Linked DNA regions of Mus musculus: region 2 is linked to region 1. Evidence: chromatin contacts called from public HiChIP or PLAC-seq data. All regions are on one chromosome and are shown on one strand. The core of a region is the stretch at or near the end of the contact, and the rest is flanking DNA. Distances in the headings are between cores, read along the strand shown.

Region 1 (4,471 bases), core at 447-2,946:
TTGCTTAACAGGTATTGAGTCACCTCATTAAATGCCATCCTAATATAGAGATGGACTTATTCCTTGCCCTTAAGCTACTGGAGCCTGTGAGGGAGGTATGAGTATAGCATACACACAGGTTCCTACACTACAGTGGAATGGGGTTCTCGACCAAGTGGCTGGCCAGGTGGAATAAAGCTATCTTTCTGGGAGTTCTCTGCCAGAGGGTGCAGTGGGAGGAGGAATCCAAGCTGTGGTGCAACGTCCTTGTACCTGTAGCAGTATCTGTGTGGTTCTGTGATGCTCCTCCTACTGCAGTGTGAGACTTGGCTGCTGACTTTTGGCTTGGAGGGGAGAGCGGTCTCATATAGCCGAGGCTAGCCTCAAACTCCCCTTTTAGTGGAGACTGACCTTGAACCTTTGATCTCCCTACTTAATCCTCTTCCAATTCCTGAGGGATTATAGGTATGCCCTATTTTTTTTTTTTTTTCTTTCTCGAGACAGGGTTTCTCTGTGTAGCCCTGGCTGTCCTGGAACTCACTCTGTAGACCAGGCTGGCCTTGAACTCAGAAATTCACCTGTCTCTGCCTCCCAAGTGTTGGGATTAAAGGCGGGAGCCACTACTGCCTGGCCACCTACTTCTTTTTTTAAATAACCAGGTCTCACACTGTATCAGAGGCTAGAATTTACTGCATAGTCCAAATTGGCTTGAAATTTGCAGTAATCTATCTGACTCAGCCTCCTAAATTCTGGGATTACAGATAGGAACCGACATGTTCAGCTAAATAACTGTGATTTCTTTTCTGGGTGTGGGGACTTGGGGGAGGGGGCTTCTAGGGATTAAACCAAGAATTTAGCATGATTTAAGCATGATGAACACTCTACCACTGAGCTACATCTATTCTCAGCCACCCCTCAAGCTGTGTGCATGAGTGCATGTGTGTGTATTTTCATTTTTGTCTCTTTTCCAGAGTCTAGCTGTATAGTCCATACTGGCCTCAAGTTCAAAAATCATCCTCCTGCCTTAGCTTTAAGATTATTGGGATTACCACCTCATAGGTGAGCCGCCATAACTGGCCTTTTTTTTTTTTAATTTTAATTTTTTATTTTTCCTTTTTTTCTTTAATTAGAAACTTATTTTTTTTTCCAGTTTTGACTGGATGTGAACACAGTGCTTTTTGTTTACTCTTTTGTTTCCTCTTATCCTTCCCTCTTTTGTCACCTTCTTCCCTTTCACACCTATATGCCTTTTTGTTTTGCTATCCTCTGATTTTAACCAGAGCTGTCTGTCTGTGTGACCATGTTGTTGGAACTATGTTTCAGAGCCCAAGAAGCTCATCAATTCATATGCAACTGAAAGCAATAAGGGCCCCTCCCCCAGAGCGCATAGATTGCAGTAGTTAAGCAGGGAGGGGGAGGGCACCCTGAATGGCTCCCCATCCTTGATTGGCTATTGACAAGCCCAGTCTTGGGCAGGCCCAGTGATACATGCCTGGCCTTTTCCGTCTGTTTGACCTTTTAAAATTGGTATTTTTGACATGGTTCTAAGAGTAGTGCTGTTCACATATTTGCATGGTTATTATCACTGCAGCAAATCTTCTTAAAAGCCCTGGACGTATTGGCTCAGATATCATGGAGGCTCCCCCGGCATTCAGGGGCAGGCAGGGGAGGGCATAGAAATAGTATTAAATTTCTCTTTCCATGATAGTTAGAGCTCTGTGCTAGAAGAGAGGCAAGCATCTGCTCTCAGTTTTACAGATGAGGAGCCTTAGTCCCCAGGAGAGAGTGGTTTGCCCTTTCCCGGGGGATGAGCCGGTGGAGGCAGCACAGAAATCCAGGGCTTTGCGATTCAGCCCAGTGCCTTTCTGGAATGCCACACAGCTTCCCTGGTTATCTGGAGATCTGCGGGGGCCACGGGACTTCAGAATACCCGCACAGATGTGGATGGTTTCTCCAGCTGAATTAACTCATCATGTCAGCCCGAGTCCCAAGCCTGCTTCCATAGCACGTGGTAAATCATCACCCCTTGTGGTCTGAGAACTGGGTGCCTAGGGGGATATCATTACCACCCAGGGTTAGCTTGGCTGTTCTAGCTCTATGTTCAGTTTTCTCCTCCCTCCAGCTTCTTTGAACTCGTCTCCTTTGTGAGCCGGGAACTGAAGGGCTGGAGCCCAGTGATACACATGGGAAAGCTCCAGGTTGGGCCTCATTTGAGCACTCGGAGGGAGGGGTTGATTTTTGACTTAAGTGAATTCTGTTCCCTTTTAAGAACACAGCTCTTCACTGGTCTGCAAAGTGGGTTTCAGGCCAGCCAGGGCTATGCTTTCAGTAAATTTGGTCAGTATTACAACTTAAATGGACTAGCCCTGTGTAATCTCTGTGCCTTAGGAAATCAGGAGTTTTCAGTGTTTGGCATAGGATTCTTTTTCAGGGCCTTAATCTAGGACAGAATGTGTCAAGGTAGGTAATGGGATCTAGGTATCTAACGTGAGGTTCTGGAAACTGTGTCTCTTAGTGAAGCATGCAAGATGCCCTTATGTCCAGCCTTCTTTGGTGTTCTGATGGTTCATAGAGAAACTGTGTTCCATTTCCTGGAAGCATGTCTCAACCATCTGTAGGACTGGCGTTGCTTGTTGGTACTTGAGCCTGCTTTCCTAAAGGGTTCTGTGTGGCTGACTTTGAGTTGGGGCTGCCTGAAGCCTTTTAACTTCAGGAATCGGGTTGTTTTTCCATGTCTTCTTTCTCCCCACAGCCTCAGAGGTTCCTTATTGCCTGCTGCGTAGGCCTCAGTGCAATTTGGCTTTATTAAGCCTGTGAGAGATAGGGGCAAGTGGAATTGTAAGCTCTCTGCCACAGTTCCCCTGTGGACTGGCATTGCTGAAGAGCATGGAAGCAGAGGGCTAACCCTCAAGCAGTTTCAACTGGCTCCCTCTCTGTACAGTACCCCGTACCCCTAGCTTCTCTCTCTTCTTTCTGACCCAGGCACTTAGTTCTTCTTTTCTTGTTTTCTCAAATACAGTTTACTATCAATTACTTCAAGCATATAAGAAAATTGAAAGAAAAATTATTTTTGTACGTTAGCCTGGAAACCTAATTCCTGTTTAAGAAACAGTTTCTATGAGATTAAATGAGGAACATTCCTTAGGAATGTGAACCATCTGTAGGTTTAGGTGCGTAAATGCATGCTTTGTTTCGGAGTCTTTTGAAGTTTATCTACACTTCATTTTAGCATCTGGAGTGGTGACATGCCATTTTGAAGATACCAGAAGGCACAAAGCATATTCTTTTCTGGCATCAGATCTTAGTTGCTACCTCTGTTGCTTCTAAGATCCATACTGTCCCACACGCCCGATCTTGCCTTATTTTGGTGAGTGTTTTTCTAGGGATCTGAGGCCGTCCTAGTCTTTTGCTAATACTGGTTTCAGAATCCAGCATATGGCTGCGGAACTTGCTTTTAAAGAACTCTTCAGTTTTCTCATTTTAGAATGCATTTTGGCTGACTTCACTAAACACTGCAATCCCATGAAGAGTTCTATGGTTGAAGATCTGGTATTGATTATCATTAATTCTTCCCTTTATGACTTTGCCACTTAAATACACATTTAGAAACAAACCAAATAAACATTAAATGGAATAACTGGGTTTTAAACTTGGGTGGTCCAGTTAGTCTCAACATGGGCTCAGCTTTGAAAGGTCATTATAAAAACACTCCATCTAACTACCCCATTAAATGATCGCAATACTTACCATTTAAATATGTATGAATGCAGATATTTAAAGAAAGAACCATGGGCTATTTATAATGCTTTACTGTATAAATGAGCAGAAAACGTAAGGTGTATTTGCTTAGTCTGTGTATGAGTTTGGCTAGTAGACCTGATTGATGTTCAATGGTGTGGCTTTGAACAAGTCATTCAACGGCGTCTGGGTATCTTCTGGGAAAAGGAAGACCTTGTACTTGGTTTGCCACATTATCTTCATTTCTGTAAAGCTAGAATGCTGAGCTTCCATGAGTTTAAAGGTGATGAATCCAGAAAGTCTACCGTTTGTCTAGCAGCGACAATGGGGAGAGAACCAATTCTAGAATGGTTAATTCAGGTTCCGAAATAGCAGGATCCTTAACCATACTTAAAGGGTCAGTCGTGGGACCAGAATCTTCTCCTAGTACGTAAAGTGCTTGCCATGCAGGCATGAAAATCTGTGTTCACTTTCCTGCACATACTCAGGAGAGAGCCAGGCATGGTTGCCACATCTGTTTTCCTAGACCTGGGGAGACAGGAGGATGATGGAGGCTTGCTGAGCAGTCAGGCTAGCCTACCCAGAAAGCTCCAGTTCCTGTGGGGGAGACCCTCTCTCAAAAACAAAGTAGACCATTCCAGAAGAGTAACACCCGACTTCTAGCTTACTGTCTGTCTGTCTGTCTGTCTGTCTGTCTGTCTGCTGTCTACACACACACACACACGCACACGCACACGTACACATGTGCGCGTAC
Region 2 (4,775 bases), core at 1,099-3,598, 190 kb before region 1:
GATTGGCAGTATTGTGCACTGTAAGGATAACTGGAGAACTGGATATTATTTAGGAGTTAGAAACTACATAGGGTGACCCGACCTACACATTGGGAGTATTTTCCAGAAGCGGCTGTACGGGCTTTTCATGACCTTTAACGCAGATATTTAAGATGAGCGGGCAGGAAGTGCTTATTTGCAGAGGGAGGGTACATTTCTCCTAAAAACAAAATTCTGGAGATCCTCATAATTAAACAAAGAGGAGAATGTGCCAGACAGAAGTGGGTGGGGATATTTCCTCTTTGTGGTTGTGATGCATTCAAGATTCCTATCCTAAAAAGAGGCTTTTGAACTTCCGCAAGATAAGGGGCAATTTCAGGACACTGTGTAGGTGCCACCAGTAGGTAAGGGTCCCAGCGGACCCCTAGTTGGTGGCCACGTGTTGCCAGGATCCCAGGCGCGATTGCGGGACCCGTGCAATCTTGGCGGGACCCGCGCGGGTATGCGCCCTGCTAGTGCTCCCTGGTCCTCCCTCTTGGAGCCTCTTGAGCCATTGTCCTTGCCCTTCCCTGTGGATCCTTTATTACTTTGCTACATTTTCCAGTAGTTGCTTCTACCTAACTCTGTCCCCCCCCCCCCCCCCCGACATTCCAGACCCAGCAGGGTCCTCAACTTAAGAAACTGCTTTTAAAGGAACTAATGGATTGAGTGTGCTCTGCTTGCCTTTTGGCAGAGGGCAGTCCAGCATTCGGGTGGGAACCGGCACCTAGCAAGGTTGGAGGACCGACCTTGGAGAGCGCATCTCTGTTTCTGGGATGTTATTGTCTAGGTTTCTTTGGGCCAGCAAACCTTGAGCGCTAATTCGGAGGAAGTTGGTTACAAAGTTTCAGACAGCTAGCGGAGTGCGCGCTCTGGCAGTCTGACAGAGGAACACTGGGCCCAGTGCAGACCCCAGGAGATCAGAACGGAAGCCCTCTCACAGAGTCTTTGTTCTCCCCTAGGGGAGAGACTTGGCAAGCACTGGAAGGGTGCTTGTTATGATCCACACCCATGACATTCCAGACCCAGCAAGGTTCCCTTCCTACCCCCTCTTCGCATCTTTAATCCTAGCCAGGAATACAGCTCCCTATGCCCCCTTTCACCCCATCTCTTTACCCTCACATTTAACAACTCATTGGGTCTTCCCTGTCTAGATTTGGAGAAAGAGTATATAAGGTGCGTGGACACCAGCAGGAGGTTGAATATTTGCTTTGGAATGTTTGAGTGTTTTTTTTTAAACCCCCTTTGCCCTGAAGACTGAATATAAAAGGCTGCGTGTCCCTCTACCTTCTCCCACCTTCCTGCTTTTCTTCTATTCTGGTGAGATCTAGAAAGGAAATTGGTGCAGCTTTGAGTTCCTGGGGTGGGGGGAAACCATGTTGGGATGAGAGCTGAATGCTGCGGTGTAAAGTGGGGACCCCAGTTCTGGAACTGATGGATGATTTTCAGAAGGCTCTAAGAAAGACTGAGAGACTCCCAGACAAGGAAGACACCTGGCTTGCCCAGGACCAGAAGGTGGGGGAGGGAAGAGGATGGGGAGTTAGAAGTGAAGGAGGAAGACCCTGTAGCTGTGAAAGGAAGGGAACTAGGAAGGAACAGTAGGTTTGGGAAGGAGCCATGTTAACCTGAGAGTCTTGTTAATATAGTTGGAGATAAGAGGAAGTTCTCTGAGGTTTGAGCCGGTGGTCTCTGTTCAGGCCCCCCCCCACCCCCCATGAGTGGCATAGTACCAGCAGCAACAGGTAACCTACAAGGGCAAGGTGTAGGTCCCTGTGGGATACTTAGTGGCCTCTGCCATGCAGATTTGAGGGTTTTCCCCTAGGGTCCTGTGTGGGCACTGATGAGGGAGGGAGAAGAGACTTTTCCATCACTTAGAACTTCTTTGAATTCTTCCAGGCTGTTGGTTGGAAGAGGGTACATAGGATGGAGGGTCATGGATGGAGAGGCATCTGTGAGCCCTACCTATGATTGTACCTCTTACCTTAAAGGGTTGACTGGCTCCTTCATATTACATCTCTTGGGATGCTGAGAAATGGCAGAAACTCATTGCCAAAGTGAACCGCTCCTCTCCCTGATTGGCAGGGAAAGTGCAAACAAAGAGGTGCATCTCCCGGAAACAATGAGTTTGGAGATTTCCCCGGGCGTGAGAGCGCGGACTGGAAGCTGGGTGTTCAAAGGGTGTGAGAAGGGACCAAGACCCGCATCTTCTGGGCAAAGTTTTCGGGGAGATGGAAGGAGAGAGGGTCGGGACTGAGTTGCTGGTCTTGGGGACAGAGCAGCCGGAGCTGCGCACCAAGGCTTAGAGTCGGGCGGGAGATGCGGGGAGAGGGAGGGGGCGGGGAGGGAGGGGAGGGAGAGAGGAGGAAGGGGTGAGAGGGAGAAACCTGCCGCGGCTCTCCGCCTCTTTGTCTGCTCTGGGACTTGGAACAAAAGGGGAAACTCTGATGAACTCCTTCTCCAGCTCCCTGGACGCCCGAGTATCTCTTTCTCGCAACTTTGTCAACGCGACTTTCTCCGCTGTCAGGCTGCGCAAAAGTATCCTAGCGCCTCGCAGGCTGCAACAATGGAAACAATGTCCCTTCAAAGTGCGACGAAGTGGAGGGAGAAGGTGAGTGACTTGTCCTGTTTGTCCTGCTTCCCTCAGGTCCCCCTGCTCCCAGCCCTTCCGAGGGCAAAGTCATAGATCTAGCAGCCAAGTTTGACTGTTTCTTTCTGTTTCTTGTCTTTTATTATTATTTTTTAATTGTATCTCTTTTCCCGGTTCTCCTTTTCTTTTGTTCTTTTAAACTCTCGCACAGATTGTTTTGTTTATTTTAAACGCCTTCATCTCTTGTGCTTCTTCTTTAGGGGTGGTGAGGGGCTAAGAAGAAGGGCATCCAAACTGGATACTGCCTCGCTTTTCCCCGGTTGTGTGTAGATTGGAGGAAAACGTTCTGATAAGAATGGGAATTAGATCAGGCTCACCCACACATAAGCTCTGACTTTGGTCACAAAAAAAGAAAGATGCAGAGGTGGGGGTCATTTCCTCACGCGTTTTCAAACTTCACTGTCTCTGGAGCGCTCTGGAGACACGAAGCGTGCAACAATAGAATGTAGACAGGGTTTGGGTGGTAAGGGAGTTCCAGCAAATTAATAGGAGTCCGGGAAGTTTTTGGGGGCTGGGGTCCAGTTGAGGAAGCCACAGGTTCCAGACTGTCAAGAGCTGCGCAGATGAAGCTGATGGGGCCTGGACCATTAGTTAAGAGTCCGCTCCCCTCACCTCCGTGGTTTGGTTCAGTTTAATGACCCACCCAGAATGACCTATTGCTGTCCTCGTCGGGATCCATCCTCTCTTAGGTGTTGGCGACCCCCGGGCCTATCTCAGCCAGTCTGAATAGGAAGGGAACCACGAGCCTGCCGAGCTCCCCTGACCTAGCCCTCCGCCCCGCCTTTTGTGTTTTAACCTTTTGTTTCTATCGGCCACACCCGCCCAAAAGAGCGGCGGCTTTTCGTCTCTGTTCAGCGGGGAAGCAGCGAGGTTCCCTCCAGATAGCGGTGAAGGGCGGCTTCCTAACTTTGTTTCCCAAGTCCCCTAACTTCGGAATGCTTCTGCATTGGTTCTTGCTCAGTAAGTCAATATCTTCACTTTATATGAACTATCTTTTGCTGTTTTTCTACTTCGTTCCAAAAGTTGTTTATCTCTACCAGCCACTTGCGTTCATTAAACAACAACAACAAAAAAAGATAACTTAGAGATCTAAGTTAGGGTCCAAAGGACAGAGGTTGGCTTTATCTGTCGGATGCCTTTAAATATGACTTTATCTTGATTCTGCAACACAAAACCCGGCTCATGGTCTTCAGGTATGTTTGTGGGCTCCGTCCAAATACCAAGGTAATTTATCACCTTCTCCACCCTCTTCTGTGTTTCCAAATGCTGGAGGTGTTCTTCAAGCTCCTGGAGACACTTTTTAACAAGACAAGTCAAACACAGAACTCATCCTACTGCGGGTGACTCTAGGAAGCATCCAAACAATGCATTAACTTCTGAGAGTTAGCATTCTGCAAGGTGCCAGAGCCGGGGAGCTTTGAATCTTTATGTCAAAGACTGAAAGGAATTAAGACGACAGTTATTCTTTTAGGGAGGGAGTGTATAGACTGTCCCGACAACTAACCTTAATACATTCTAATTGTATAGGTGTCATACCAGCGACTCCAAGAGTCATGTCACCCACTTAGCAGGAGTACTTCTACTGAAATGCCTTCGAATTTCTCTTACTGGATATATACCTACCAGCCGCTAGCATGAAGATGCCAGGACCGCTGCAAGTTAGCACTGGACAAAGTAGCATCAACTTCTTCATTTAGAGTTTCTTCAGTTAAATTGCTGGGATTTTCGACAAGGCTTTCCTTATGTGGATTATTGGAGTGTGATGCCCGAGAATTCTCTACTTGTAGAAGGTATGTTTCTTAGACACCCACGAGCACTTCCTTTTGGGCCTGATACTTAATGCCACTGGAGATCTGTCTCCTTGTTTTGAGTTGTTGCCCGCCTAAAGTGACTTAAGACTTTATGTTTCCTTCTTGGGGACTGTGTTTTGTAGATAGTTTCTGAAGTGGAATGATAATTTGGGAGTATCTGATGAAAGTTTATTGATTTTTTTTTACCACGTATTCATCAATATCTGCACGTATAATGAATGTTGATTTATGTAGAGTTATATATGTTTTATGTCAGTAATGAGTCCAATATGTTCAACAGGCCATACCTTATTTTATTT

What was found. HiChIP or PLAC-seq counts read pairs in DNA pulled down with a chosen protein or histone mark.
Region 2: a contact with region 1 is called in an H3K4me3 HiChIP or PLAC-seq map of embryonic limb bud, with 3 times the contacts expected there. The contact joins the promoter of 2610307P16Rik here to the enhancer-like site in region 1. A contact is called at or near these places in 5 of 484 Hi-C or Micro-C datasets (liver, nephron progenitors, palatal mesenchyme and 1 more) and 7 of 115 datasets of contacts at active chromatin or transcription factors (craniofacial prominence, embryonic limb bud, embryonic midbrain and 3 more).

What each region holds. Positions count from the first base shown.
Region 1 is chr13:28,695,431-28,699,901 of GRCm38.p6, reverse strand. The region is part of intron 3 of 2610307P16Rik (RIKEN cDNA 2610307P16 gene); the gene reads left to right. Among named protein-coding and RNA genes, the nearest start is that of Mir6368, 13 kb to the left of the region's middle. Within about 2 kb of position 1,696, at least 49 of the 459 cell types and tissues checked have an H3K27ac peak or open chromatin away from gene starts, as enhancers often do. A contact at or near this core is called in craniofacial prominence, embryonic limb bud, nephron progenitors and 2 more, where this site is marked.
Region 2 is chr13:28,882,995-28,887,769 of GRCm38.p6, reverse strand. It overlaps 2610307P16Rik (RIKEN cDNA 2610307P16 gene), which reads left to right and starts at 2,348. Exons shown (of 8, transcript NR_045054.1): 1 at 2,348-2,626; 2 at 4,193-4,455.